3 separate regions of the Zea mays genome follow, and regions 1 and 2 are each linked to region 3. A link is a contact called in public Hi-C data. All regions are on one chromosome and are shown on one strand. The core of a region is the stretch at or near the end of the contact, and the rest is flanking DNA. Distances in the headings are between cores, read along the strand shown. Region 1 has its middle 59 kb from the start of LOC103638692. Region 2 holds the start of LOC103638691 (transcription factor MYB3R-2). Region 3 holds the start of LOC100279655.

What was found. A called contact is a pair of places that touch in the nucleus more often than the background predicts.
Region 1: a Hi-C map of ear shows a contact between it and region 3, with 3 times the contacts expected there. The contact joins the enhancer-like site here to the promoter of LOC100279655 in region 3. A contact is called at or near these places in 6 of 25 Hi-C or Micro-C datasets (bundle sheath, ear, endosperm and 2 more) and 1 of 3 datasets of contacts at active chromatin or transcription factors (leaf).
Region 2: a contact with region 3 is called in a Hi-C map of ear, with 2.4 times the contacts expected there. The contact joins the promoter of LOC103638691 here to the promoter of LOC100279655 in region 3. A contact is called at or near these places in 2 of 25 Hi-C or Micro-C datasets (ear and tassel).

What each region holds. Positions count from the first base shown.
Region 1 is chr9:95,543,557-95,547,667 of Zm-B73-REFERENCE-NAM-5.0, reverse strand. No RefSeq gene overlaps it. Among protein-coding and RNA genes, the nearest start is that of LOC103638692, 59 kb to the right of the region's middle. Within about 2 kb of position 1,422, at least 16 of the 20 cell types and tissues checked have an H3K27ac peak or open chromatin away from gene starts, as enhancers often do. A contact at or near this core is called in bundle sheath, ear, leaf and 1 more, where this site is marked.
Region 2 is chr9:95,461,108-95,465,267 of Zm-B73-REFERENCE-NAM-5.0, reverse strand. LOC103638691 (transcription factor MYB3R-2) reads left to right here and starts at 2,068. Exons shown (of 4, transcript XM_035962609.1): 1 at 2,068-2,158; 2 at 2,294-2,742. The coding sequence starts at 2,347.
Region 3 is chr9:95,691,462-95,695,961 of Zm-B73-REFERENCE-NAM-5.0, reverse strand. It overlaps LOC100279655, which reads right to left and starts at 2,532. Exons shown (of 2, transcript NM_001351797.1): 1 at 2,117-2,532; 2 at 1-2,006. The coding sequence starts at 2,492. The coding sequence ends at 151.

The DNA.
Region 1 (4,111 bases), core at 173-2,672, 150 kb after region 3:
GAGAGCTCGTGCTTAAAATGAAACAGCGCGCTCAGACGCTGTTTGCTAAAAACTTCTTATGTCTGACGGCTGCTAGGGAAATTGTCGGACATATATAAGTCTTATGTTCGATGGCTGACAGCCGTCAGACATAAGGCTTATGTCGATGGCTGACAAATAAGCCGTCAGCCATAAGTTAATGTCCGAGGGCCGTTTGAAACCGTGAGATACAAATGTTATATCCGACGGCTGCCCCTCATGCCGTCAGAAATAATACGGCCGTCAGAATTCTTCGTTTTCCTGTTGCGTTGGGGAGCTGAATCCAGGGCATTTGCATATGGGTAGATCTTGTACAGCGAGTACAGTGATGATGACCAAGGAACCACTACTTGATCCAGCCCTAAACAAATGAAACCTAGCTGTTTTGTCAAGCTGGCGCACTGCATGCTGGCTTGCAAGTTGCTACGGATAATACTCCTCCTCTGTATGTTCCCCCAAAGACGTCGTTTAGCGCGTGAATACGGTTCCCAATATTCATTAGTATTTGATCGCCACCTCGGTGTGCGTATCCCTTACTATATTATGTTGCATATGGTATGGTCACCCGATACTTAGGGCTTGTTTAGATTTTATGGTCAGTAAATTCTAGACCACTTTATCTATAATATTGAGGCTATGAACAGAAGATATAATGTGTGATGTTTAAATTTTAACCAACTTCATAAAAACTATAGACAAAAAATATGAAATCTAAATAGATCCTTATATTTGACTGTTTGACCTGGCCTTGCTTATATAGACTAGTAACTACTAGTACATGTTAATGGTAACAATGCAAAATGTTTTTTAACAATTTTAATCTCCAGTTGTTGACGTAAGAAAAAAGTTTATACAATGTCCTTATGTCCCAACACACATATATCTATCTGTCCATATTGCATGCATGTTGGAGCAAAACTTGAATGTCATGAGATGTCGCTTACAGCTAGCGCACACACTTTTGGTTCCTTATTGTCTGCCGGCCATATACATCCTCCTCAGTTGCTTAGTACGACCATGCGTTGATCAGTTCGAAACTAGAAGACGAGCGAGTTTGAATTCAAGGCAATTGCCGTAGCTAGCTGAGAAACTGCGCGGTGCATGCCTTGTTTGACGACGGCACGGTGTGGGCAGCACGTACAGCAGTAGTACATGAACGACTCCACTCCACGTCCACGATACATCATAACATTTACATGCGTCTCCGTCTCTGATTCAGAGGTGCAACGAACCTGCTAGCTGCTGCATCTGCAATGCCTGCAGTCATGCGCGCTTTGCTAGTTTACGGGTGGTTCTTGCCGTGTGCGCTCGTGCTGAGCTCTGCAGATGCAGATGCGTCCCGTCCACCTGGGGTGTGTCTGTTGTTTGACCTAGCCTTTTCCTATCCGTGTGTGCAGGTCGCTTTCGGTGCTGGATACGTACAAGACACAGCCAGGTGAGGTGTACGTTGGCTACATAGGAATAGGATCTACAACAGTAGTACGTTGGCTTCGAGAGGACAAGTACAAGTAGCCTGTTTCCTAGTCTACACACGTACACACGTGTCGGGGGGAGCAAACAAAGCAACTAGCTAGCCGGCCGGTGAGAAGAATAGAGCAGCCCCACTCGCAGCGCGCGGACTAGATAATGAAATTGCATTTGGCTTCACCCGCGCGAACAAGACAATAATAAAAGCTAGCTAATAAGTAGTCGTGGTACAATTAGAAAAAAATTACGGCTTGTTTGGTTAGTAGGATTGAGGGTTTAATTAATCAATGGAACTCTTAGAACTCTTCTAACCAAACAAATCCTTAAATTAATTTATGGTAATCTATGGTCGTTGACCTAATATTCAATAGTGAATCTCCAACTCTGTTTTCTTTTACCATTTCAAATAACCTAACAGAGAGGTTAAAAGTCAACCACTTCGACCAAATAATCTTTAGGGCTAGTTTGGAAATTTAAACCCCCTTCAAAATCAGAGGGGATTGAAAAAAAAATTAGTTCGGTGATTGAAGAAGAAATTAGTTCATTTCCATCACAATCTCCTCCAATTCTGAAGGGGATCTGGTTTTCCAAACTAGCCTTTAGTCTATTTCGAATAGTCCTCTATCTTCATTAGCCCTTTTTTAAGGGAGAACTTAGTTGGTATTAGAAACAAAGTATAGAGAAGAGGTCATATAATAATGGACCTCTTGAAGAACTTGTTGTACATGACAAAAAAAAATAACAGCGGTGATCGACTAGGGCTCGAACATGAAAAAGAGGGACTAATGAAGGTATCCCTCTTTGTTTAGTGTGCCAAGCAGTGAACCTTTTTGCTCTTTGATCTTCGGATCTTGTAAGGTGGTGCTTGAACTTCATAGTTGAGATTGTTGAAATCTTTAACATAGGGAGAAAGCCACCAAAGGGGAAACTGATTTGTTTTTCTTGTCTTCAAAAGGTACACTAGAATTTGTCAGTCATCATGTAGTTGACGAGCTATAAGTTGCAAACTTGGTTGCTAAGATGATGGTCCATATGTCGCCTTGGACGACAGAATGTATGTTGGATATTTTGCCCTTCACATTTGGTCAAAAGTATTAACTTTGGCAATGCGGATCAGTATATCTATGTGTCGAACATTAGAAGTATAGCATACAAGACACATAGTTTATAGTGGTTCAAGTATGTGATACCCTATGTCTAGTTTAAAGTAAATCTTTTTATTTGCATTCTCGGATTGCAAGGGCTAGCTACAGACTATAACCATACCTAAAATGAACGAGTAGATACCAATTGGGGGATCCCTACCCCTCCATACATAGGCTAGGGGTAGATTTACAAGAAATATCGACCAAGAGACGTTTTCAATTAGTTACACAACATTGAATCATATCCCATAAAGATTGAAATACAAGCTATCCACACTTGTTTTCTTGAACATCATGTATATTATTGCATTAGGTGTTCATAGGACTCATATTGGTTTTCTTTGTCCCATTTTGTAGATGTGGGCTAAAATACAAATGGTGAGGTACCCTTGTACCTTATATGAATATGAGAAGGACTTAGTGATAAGCTAGCCAAATGACTTCCATTCTTCAGGAACTATGTTGATATCCAAAAGTAGGTGACGGTGGTTCCCATATACTTTAGTTCTTCATGCACTAAATGCTCCTCGAGTGTTAAGGGATTTCAAGTAGTCGATGCCTTCACACGATGGACATTTTTAGGCGTCGAGGGTATTTCGATGACCTATATGTTTACATATCAATTGATCCTTGGGTGCCAAGGGTCTTCGAGTAATATAATGCTCCCTAGGGGTTCTAACTCAGATACCATGTGTGCACCTTTGGACCCATTAGATATTGCATGCCATTAAGTCATGTGATATATAAGGATAAAAATATCTAGAGAATCTAAACTGTCTTGTCTTACCTACTCCTTCTTTTGCATCCATGACTTATATGGGTGGTTGCGCGAGTCCTGGACCTTGATTATTGGCTTTCCCACTTGAAGAGATTCTTGAGACAATCTCGAAATGAGTTCGAATTGAGGATCAAAAAGATCAGGAGCGACAATGAGATAGAGTTAAAAATGGTCAAATTGAAGGCTTCCTTAAGGAGGAGGGGATCAAACATGTGTTCTCCTCTCCCTACACACCATAGCAAAATGGTGTTGTAGAGAGAAAGAACATGACTCTTATGGATATGGTGAGGACCATGCTTGAGGAGTACAAGACATCGGATCGGTTTTTGGTGGAAGCAATCACCATTGCCTGCCACACTAACAACCGATTCTACCTTCACCAAATCCTCAAGAAGACATCTTACAAACTCCTTACTGGTAAAAATCCCAATGTTTCTTACTTTCAAGTTTTTGGGAGCAAATGCTTTATTCTTGTTAAGAGAGGTAGAAATTCCAAATTTGCTCCTAAAGCGGTAGAAGGATTTTTACTTGGTTATGTCTCAAACACAAGTGTGTATAGAGTCTTCAACAAATCCATAAGATTAGTTGAGGTTTCTTGTGACATTGTGTTTGATGAGACTAATGGCTCTCAAGTAGAGCAAGTTGATCTTGATGAGCCACAACATGAAGAGGCCCCATGCACCGTGCTAAGGAACATGTTCAT
Region 2 (4,160 bases), core at 819-3,318, 230 kb after region 3:
TGCACTATATGCCTACAACTATATTCGTCCTCCCTTTTTAGTGCTACCAAAGCGGCTTAGTGGTGGAGAGAGCGACGGGTATCTTTTGCTATCGCAGTTTGCAGCGAAGTACGCTCCAGCGTCTGGCCTTTCCTCCCTTATCGTCTGTGACTTGTTCTCTGCGTGTTAGATATCATGCAGACAACGGTGTGATCAGTTGCCGACTGGGCACTGTCCTTGTATGGACGGCTTAGACCTTCTCTGTTTAAACTGAAAGGTTGCAAAACCGTGTTGTTTATGTACTTAACGCGACAAATAAAAAGAAGTAACAAACATCCTTTGCTGCCCAAGACATGCATGTGCTATCTATATCTATACTATAGATAAAACACCAGTTGCAACAGTCATCTCGCGTTATCTTTTTACAAATAACCATTCACAATTATTTCAAATTAATCCGCTGCACGACTATAGATGGCCAAACAGCGGCCCGACACTGGCCAGACGCCCGTGGGCCACAACTTTGGCCTAGGCACGTCATGCTGGCCTGCTAACTGTGTCGGGCCAGCCGTTAGGTGGGTTCGAACTCATGCCCTGATGGAAGAAGGGTGGGAGACACAGGATAAAGCTGTCTAACCAATATAACATCATGCTGAGACGTCGACTCATTTGATTAAATCAACGTAAAATGTTAAGGAGGTGGGGTTTGAACCCATGCCCTGATGGAAGAAGGGAGGGAGACACAGGGTAAAGCTATCTAACCAGTAGAACATCGTGCTGAAATGTTTTTAATATTGAATATAAATTATATATATATGTATATACGTTTTTTGTAAAATAAAAAATATATAATCGTGTCGAGTCGGACCAGCACTACGGGCCGAGGCTACAACCCAAGCATGACACAACGTTCTTGGCTCTTGTAAGTATTAGGTCATTTTTGAGACCACATTAGCGCAATGGACTCCATGGTGTTTGAAGTTGCTGAATTGGATGGAGCAACAATGATTTGTCATACTAACAATAAAATGGAAAGTTATTTGTTGGTTTTAAATGTTAGTAATTGTTACGAAGTAGCATAATTTATATGGAGCGCATCCAGTTTTCATTGATGCTTGACTTTAGCAATCACTCCATATTTTGATATATCTTTTTTATAAGTTTGAATTCATGTGACTTATTTTAGAAACTTGAACTCACAAATTTTCTCTTATTTGGTCTCTGTATGGTGGAATTATATCATTTTATAATATATGTTCGTTCAGTCAGTCGTTGTGAAACCTCTTCTAATCGCTCACTTTATTGGCCGTGTTGTATCAATACATATTGGATGGAGTAAATAATAACATCAGTTAGCCAAATCAAAAAATATTATACAGAGAGCGGATACAATAAATAAAAAACCTTAAAAATTTTTGGTGGATAATTTACATGGGTATTGTTGTAAGCCGTCGCAACGCACGATCAACACACTAGTATGTATATAAATGTATGTTGCTGCTCGCATTAATCTGGTCCCGCGTTATAGTTCAGCCCATGAGGCACCTCTTTCATCTCAGATTTGCACTTTAGTGATATATAAACGGCTTTTGTTGAATGCACTATATGATTTCACAAGATCATGTATATACATGACTGTGTATATATGACTGGTCGGGCGCTTTAATTTTCTAGTACTTAACTACTTATAACAAAAGATCACAGCAACCTTGTTGGTAGAAGGGTGACTTATTTATTTACGTTCACAAGGAGGTTACTGTTTCGATCCCTGTTGGTGTTCGCGTCTCCCTTATTTCTTTTGCGCTGGGCCGCATGTCGTTTAGGCTAATGTGGACGGGTAAGCTGTGGGCCGTGCCGTCGTCGGACGAGTTACGAGTGGGCCGCTTACCGGGTTGTCGGCACGAGAACTCCCAGCCGACAACAGTCACGTAAGTCCGCCCTCATAAGGGCTTATTCGGTTTCTAGAGGATTGGAGGGGATTGAAGATGATTAAATCCCCTCCTATTCTAAATTGAATAGGAGAAAATTTAATCCTCTTTAATCCCCTTAAACCACTAGTAACCGAACATGGCCTAAAAAGGGGAGCAGTCCACCCGCCGTAATCTCCAAAGTCCAAACGCTGCCCCCACCCTCTCGGCCTCCGCCACCGCCGCGGTCCTTCCCTCCCCTGCCCACCGAGGTTTGACCTCGATTAAGACTCACCTCCTGATCAGATTATTAGACTTTATTTGATTGGATTAGATTAAGACTCACCTCCTGATCAGATTACTAGACTTTATTTGATTGTATCGGTTCGCTTAATTCCTTGCAGTAGATTTGAGGATCTCCAGCTTTTTGAGGACAATCCAGTTTTCGTCGAAGTTCAAAATGACGGTGGTGGAGGCGGGGGAAGTGTTGAACTTGAAGGTGGGCGAGAACCCTCTACTGGAGGATGAGGCCAAGACGGGGTACGTCTCGCCCGACGACCAAGACGGGGAGACCGCCAGCGAAAAACCCAGCGGCGCGCCCCAGCTGAAGAAGGGCCCCTGGAGTCCCGATGAAGATAAGCTTCTCAAAAATTATGTCGAGGCACACGGCGAGGGGAAATGGAACAAGGTGCAGCGCAACTCCGGGCTCAATCGCTGTGGCAAGAGCTGCCGCCTCCGCTGGACCAACCACCTCAGGCCCGATCTCAAGAAAGGGTCTTTCGACAATGAGGAGATCGACAAGATTTTGAAGTTTTACCTCAAGTGGGGCCCCAAGTGGGCCAAGATAGCCTCGCGAGTAAGTGCTGCGCTTGCCGTTCTCCTGCAGTTTCGTGCTTACTTCCTACATGCTTCTTGGGTGTAGTGGGAATGTGCTCCCTGCATCCTGGAACTGATCTGCTATGCGAATCCATCTCATAGAATTATGTTGATTTCCCCAAATATTGCTTGTATTTGCCACATACTAAAATATTCAGACAACAGACATGCTAGACGTAGAAATTTACGCTTCTCTCCTTTTGCATGTTCCAGTTGGTTCAATGTGCTCAAAAGATCACTCGTTATGTTTGTATTACAGATTTTTTTTCTGGAATCGAACTGCACATCAAATATATTGAGAAGGGGAAAAAAGAGGTCCAAAATGAACCAGTTACAAGAAAACCTCCTTACGGAGGCCAGAATTTAGAGTACAGGAAAAAAACACACGCACACACATAGCAAAGAACTCTACAGACACCTTAGCACTAGCTAGGCCTAAAGCTCCGCCACACAGCTAGAGCAGGAGCTCATCTATCCGAAGGAAAGACAAAGCTTTTTTATCTCTGTTAGAGACCAAAGGACAACTTCCTCCCTTGCTGCCCGAAGGGCCACAACCAGACTCGGACTGCAACCATCAAACACACACATGTTCCTATGCTTCCAGATAATCCAGGCTGCTAAAGTAACTAAAGAGTTGAAGTCTTTCCTTGCTGCCTCAATCACTCTAGAGCTGCTACTCATCCACCATGTCTCGAAGGAATGGTCTTCCTGTTGAGGACAGAGACCTTGCTACTTGCTAGCATCCAAGCTTCAAGAGCTCAAACCAGAATTGTTTGGGAAAGAAGCACCCAACAAGCAAATGATTGATTGATTAAGCATCTTGATCACACAACAAGCACCGCTCCAGATGGTCGAGACCTCGCTTGGCGAGTCGATCAGCTGTCCAACATCTGTCGTGCTCAACTAACCAAATAAAAAAATTTGCACTTTCTAGGGGCCCAGGACTTCCATACCCTTTCAGCCTGTCCAAACTCTACTGCTCCTTGAAAGAGAGCCCTATAAGCTGAACCTGTAGAAAAGGAACCTAATGCAGCAAACTTCCAGAAATGTTGGTCTTGTACCCCGGGCTGCAGCACCTTGCATTCTAAAGCTTCACAGAGGTCAAGAAACTCAGCAATAACTCTTATTGGAAAGCGCACCTCTCAAACCTGTCATCCATTGAAAACCTGGGAGAGCATCTTGGACCGTTAAGGAATCAATCAGACGTCTAGGGACCAACCCTAACAACGCAGGTGCAAAGTCTTGGATACAAGTGCCATTCAACCAACGATCTTTCCAAACAAGGGTGTTAGAACCATCCCCAAGCTGTGTCACAACTGCCACTCCCACAAGAGATTGCACTTGCACCTCCGGGCACACACGAATGGGGATAGAAGACCATGGTCTGCAATGATCAGT
Region 3 (4,500 bases), core at 1,283-3,782:
CCCCACCAAGACACAAACACGAGCCAGAAACCAGACTCAACTAACGAGGCTTAGACTTAAGTATATGCTACCCCTACGGTCGTGTATCTGCATCTGGAGAAAAAAGGTTGCTGACCCAGAGTCTCCAGCAACCAATCGCCCTTGTTCCCTCTAAGCAAGGATGTCGCACCGCCAGAGCTGCTTCTCCAAGGAAGCGATGTTGTGGTTACCGATGAAGTTGAACTGGAGATTCAGCGCCTCCAAGGATGAAGACATGCTGCCCAAGAAAGGAACGCTCTTCTGTGTCACCTTCATACAGCCAGACAGCGAGAGGACACGCAGCTTGAGCTGCCTCGCCGCTGCCAGGACCGCGACACCGTAGTCGCTCACCATGCAGTTGGAGAGATCAAGCTCGGCAAGCTGGCTGCAGCTCTCGGAGATGGCGAACAGGCTGGCGTCAGTGATCTTGCTGCATCCCTCCAGGCTAAGGTGCGCAAGAGAAGCGCCGTGGGCCTTCGCCAAGGCGGAAACCGCCGCGTCCGTGAGGCTCTCGCAGCCGTTCAAGCCCACACGGACCAGCCCACTCTCCGAACCCTTCTTCATCAACGGAAGGAAGCCGTTGTCGGTGACTGCACCGAGACCGCTCAGATCGATGCTCTCCAACTGAGGGCAGATCATGCCCACCACGGCAAGGCTAGCGTCCGTGAATCCTGGGCAATCCTTGATGGTCAGGGAACGCAGCGACTTGCATACTGGGAGCTGCGCAGGTGCCGAGCAGATGTCCTTGATCCCGATGCACTTGGACAAGGAGAGAGCCTTGAACTTGGGGTTGCAGTTCAGGAGGAAAGCAAGAATGCCCACAAGAGTAACCTTGCTGCACTCCTCGATCTGCAAACTCTCCAGGACCCTGGACGATTCTGCGAATTCCTTGAGGCATCCGTCTGAGACCTTGCTGCACTTCTTGAGGTTCACAGTCTTCAAGCTTGGGCTGAACTTGGCGACAGATGCAAGGGCGAGATCCGTGAGTCCCGGGCAGGAGACGACAGTCATACACCTGAGCTTCTGCAGGCCGAGGGCATTGGCCATCACCCAAAATCCCCTCTCGCCGACAGCAGGGAGGCGAGCGAGGGTCAGGTCCTTGATTGACTTCCCATAGTACCCAATCACGGCGAGAGAAGCATCAGTGATGTTCAAACCCTGAAGCCGGACCTTTGCCAACGAGGCTGTCGCAGAGCAGACGAGGCCAGACACACCCTGGTCGTCGACATGTGCGCAGTTCTTGACGCTAACCGCCTGTAGCTTGGCGCAGCACCGGCCAATTGCCTTGAGACCCTCGTTAGCCACGCCGGAGCAGGCCTCGATGGTGAGCGACTTCAGTTCCGGGCAACCCTGGGCCACAGCGACGAGGCCCTTGTCCGTGATCATAGGGCAGCCAGTGATGTCGAGCCGCTCCAGCGAGTGGCACTCGGCGGCGATCTCGGCGAGCCCGGCATCCGTCACCTGCGGAACATCCCACAGGGTAAGGGAGCGGAGCTCTGGGCAGCCGCGGGCGAGAGCACAGACGCCGGCGTCGGTGACGCCACGCGCCGGGTGGCTCCCGCGGACGGAGACGGAAGCCAGACGGCCGGCCACGGCCGCCGCCGTGAGGCGCGCGTCCGTGGCCAACATGCCCTCGAGGGTCCTCTCGCGGGCGTCGCCGTCGTGGTCCATCAGATCGGCCTCGTCGTCCTCGCTGAGGTACTCCTGGTTGAGGTCCGGCACGGCGGGGGCGGCCGGGGCGAGCACGGCCTCAGAGGCGCGGATGCCAGCGAGGAGCGCGAGCCAGCGGCGGGAGACGCAGGCCGACGCGCAGCGCGCGCGGGTGCCCTGCACGCGGCGCAGGACCTCGAAGAGGCACTCGTCCGGCACCGCGTCCAGGGATGGCTCATCCCTGCGCTTCTGTCTCTTGGCCGCCGCCGTCACGGGCTCAGCGGCCGCCGTCGCGAACACGCGCTTCCGCGACCGGACGCCGGCGAGAACCCCATCGCCTAATCCAAGAAAAGAGGCAAAGGCTCGGTAAGAACAAAGCAAAAGGAAATCCAATCCTCACAACTGGAACTACAAATCTTACGCCTTAACCAAAAGCAAGGGCCTTTACCTCTGTATCCCTGGAACGGAGACATGTCGGGCCGCAAAGGACCGAGAACGCCGTCGACGAAGCCAAAGGTTGCTCCGAGAACGCCGGAAGAAGCAAAACGAAGAAGAGGCGGAGAAGCAACTGCACCACTGGATCCGAGGGCGGATTTAGAGGTCGGACGCCGAAGCCGAACCCTATCGCTTACCGCGACAGGGAAAAAATGGCGGAGGAGCCGGATGAAGGGAAGGGAACGGACGGGTTTGGGGAAGAGGAGGAGGTGGTGGTGGTGGTGCGGTGGGGAAGGAGTGCCCGGTGGCGCTGGCTTTTTATGTGGTGGCGAACAAGGAAGGCAAGTTGCCCAAGTTGGGCGCAATTCGTAGCCCCCTCTCTCTGTCATCTGGATCTGCTGGGTTCATTGAATCTTCTCTCTCCAGCTCACTGTCTGTGTCTGGGGTAGAGGAGATGCACTGTGCTGGGAGTTGAAAATCACTGGTGTTGCAAACAGTTGACGGTATTTGATGCAAATCAGGCTACTGTTCACGTAATATAATCAGCCACTCCATTTGATATTTGAAGCGAAAAGACTGAAGTGCAACGTGGGTAAGCCTTACATACATTCTCTTTTAGGTCTATGAACTTTAAAAGGTGTTCAATAGTGGTGGCCATTCGGTTTAAACAGAAAGTTCGGTTCATTTTTTTTGGAAACTTTGGTATTCAAAAACTCCGAACCGGTGTGTTGTAGAAACAAAAACCGAGTAGTTCGGTGTTTGGTTTTCGGTTAGGTTTTAGGTTTAAACCAAAATAACCAAACACCTAGTCAGCCACATATATTATGTTCTATATAGACAAGCAATAAAGTGAAAAACGGTAGATTACAATAATATTAATAAGTAAAAATATACTTCTAATTCGAGTAGTCCAACAAAACTACAATACAATTCGGAAAATGGTATAGTTATTGAGGTCAAACATAATATCATATCAATATGCATAGTTGATCAACCTAAAGCAAAGTCCGGCTCAGTTTCGGGGTAAATCCGAAGCCGACACTGTACGCTGAAGTTCGCAAAAATTCAAACCAAAACACCAAAATTTTAGTTCGGTTCTTCAAAGTTCGGTTCAGTGTGTTGGAGACAACAGTTCTGAAGCCTGTTTCGGAGAGAACAGTTGAATCATCATGAATAACAAACAGTTCGGGATATCCAAGGATCCGTATAATTTTGGAATTCATGGTAGCAGCTTAGGGTGCGTTTGGTTCAGCTTTTTGAACATGCTTATGTTTTGAAAAGGCAATTTTTCTATAGTATAAATTTGAAAGCAGCCTGAACCATACTTTTTGCTGCTTATTCAAGTTTGTTATATTAATAAACAGATGTGATAAATAAGAACTAAAATATGTTTTAAAATAATTAAGTGGTACGATAAATGAAACAAAAAAAATAATAAAAAATATTAAAAATAGAATTATAAAATTGATTTATTTATAAAAATATTAGGAACACAAATATAAAATTGATTTTTACATTAGATATATTGATTAAGAGATATAATTAGACAAATTATATATAAACAATATACAATTTATTTGAAGTGGCCAACTTACAGCGGTTTTAACCAAACGACTTTTAGTTTTTTTTATCACGTCAGCTTTTTCACACTAGAGAACGAACTCACAAAGCTGGACCAAACTGAACCAAACGCAACTTAAGATGCAATACGGATTACGATGGATTAGTGGATTACCCGTGTCCATCCACGCTTCCACAGGAACGGGACGTGTACGGCGTGCCCAGTCCACCGGAATCGGGCCTGGGTTCACGGCACCAACAACCGGCAAACCCACAACGCTACTCCCTCCGTTGCCCGCCGCGCTGTTGGAAACCACGCCGGAGAGACAACCTTCTACAGGTTGCCGGCGAGCTCCTCCCTCCTCAGGTCAGTCTCACACACACGCGCGAATGCTGGAACTCAGAGACAGAACACAGAGAAGTTTTGGTGGCGCCCTATTAACTGCCTTTTCTTAGCCTCTAAGGCCATATATTTATAGACCATTACATGGAAACAAACTAATCATTACAAGGAAATAAACCGGCTGCTATCAGCCCTGATCCTGCCGACCAGATCTGTCCATATAGGACTGGACTACTACCATATTAGCTATTTCCTAAAACAGAATAAGTAAACTAGCACCAATCAAGGATTACTTTCCTATCAATCTCCTCCTAAGCCTTGTGGTGCAATCTGTCTACATCCACCAGTCCGACCTTAGAGCGCAACTCCTGAAACTTGGTCTTTCCAAGCGGCTTCGTTAGGAAGTCCCCCAACTGTTCTTCGCTCCTGATGAAGTCTACCTTGATCTGCCCATTATCAGCACACTCCCGGACAAAATGATATTTCACTTCTAT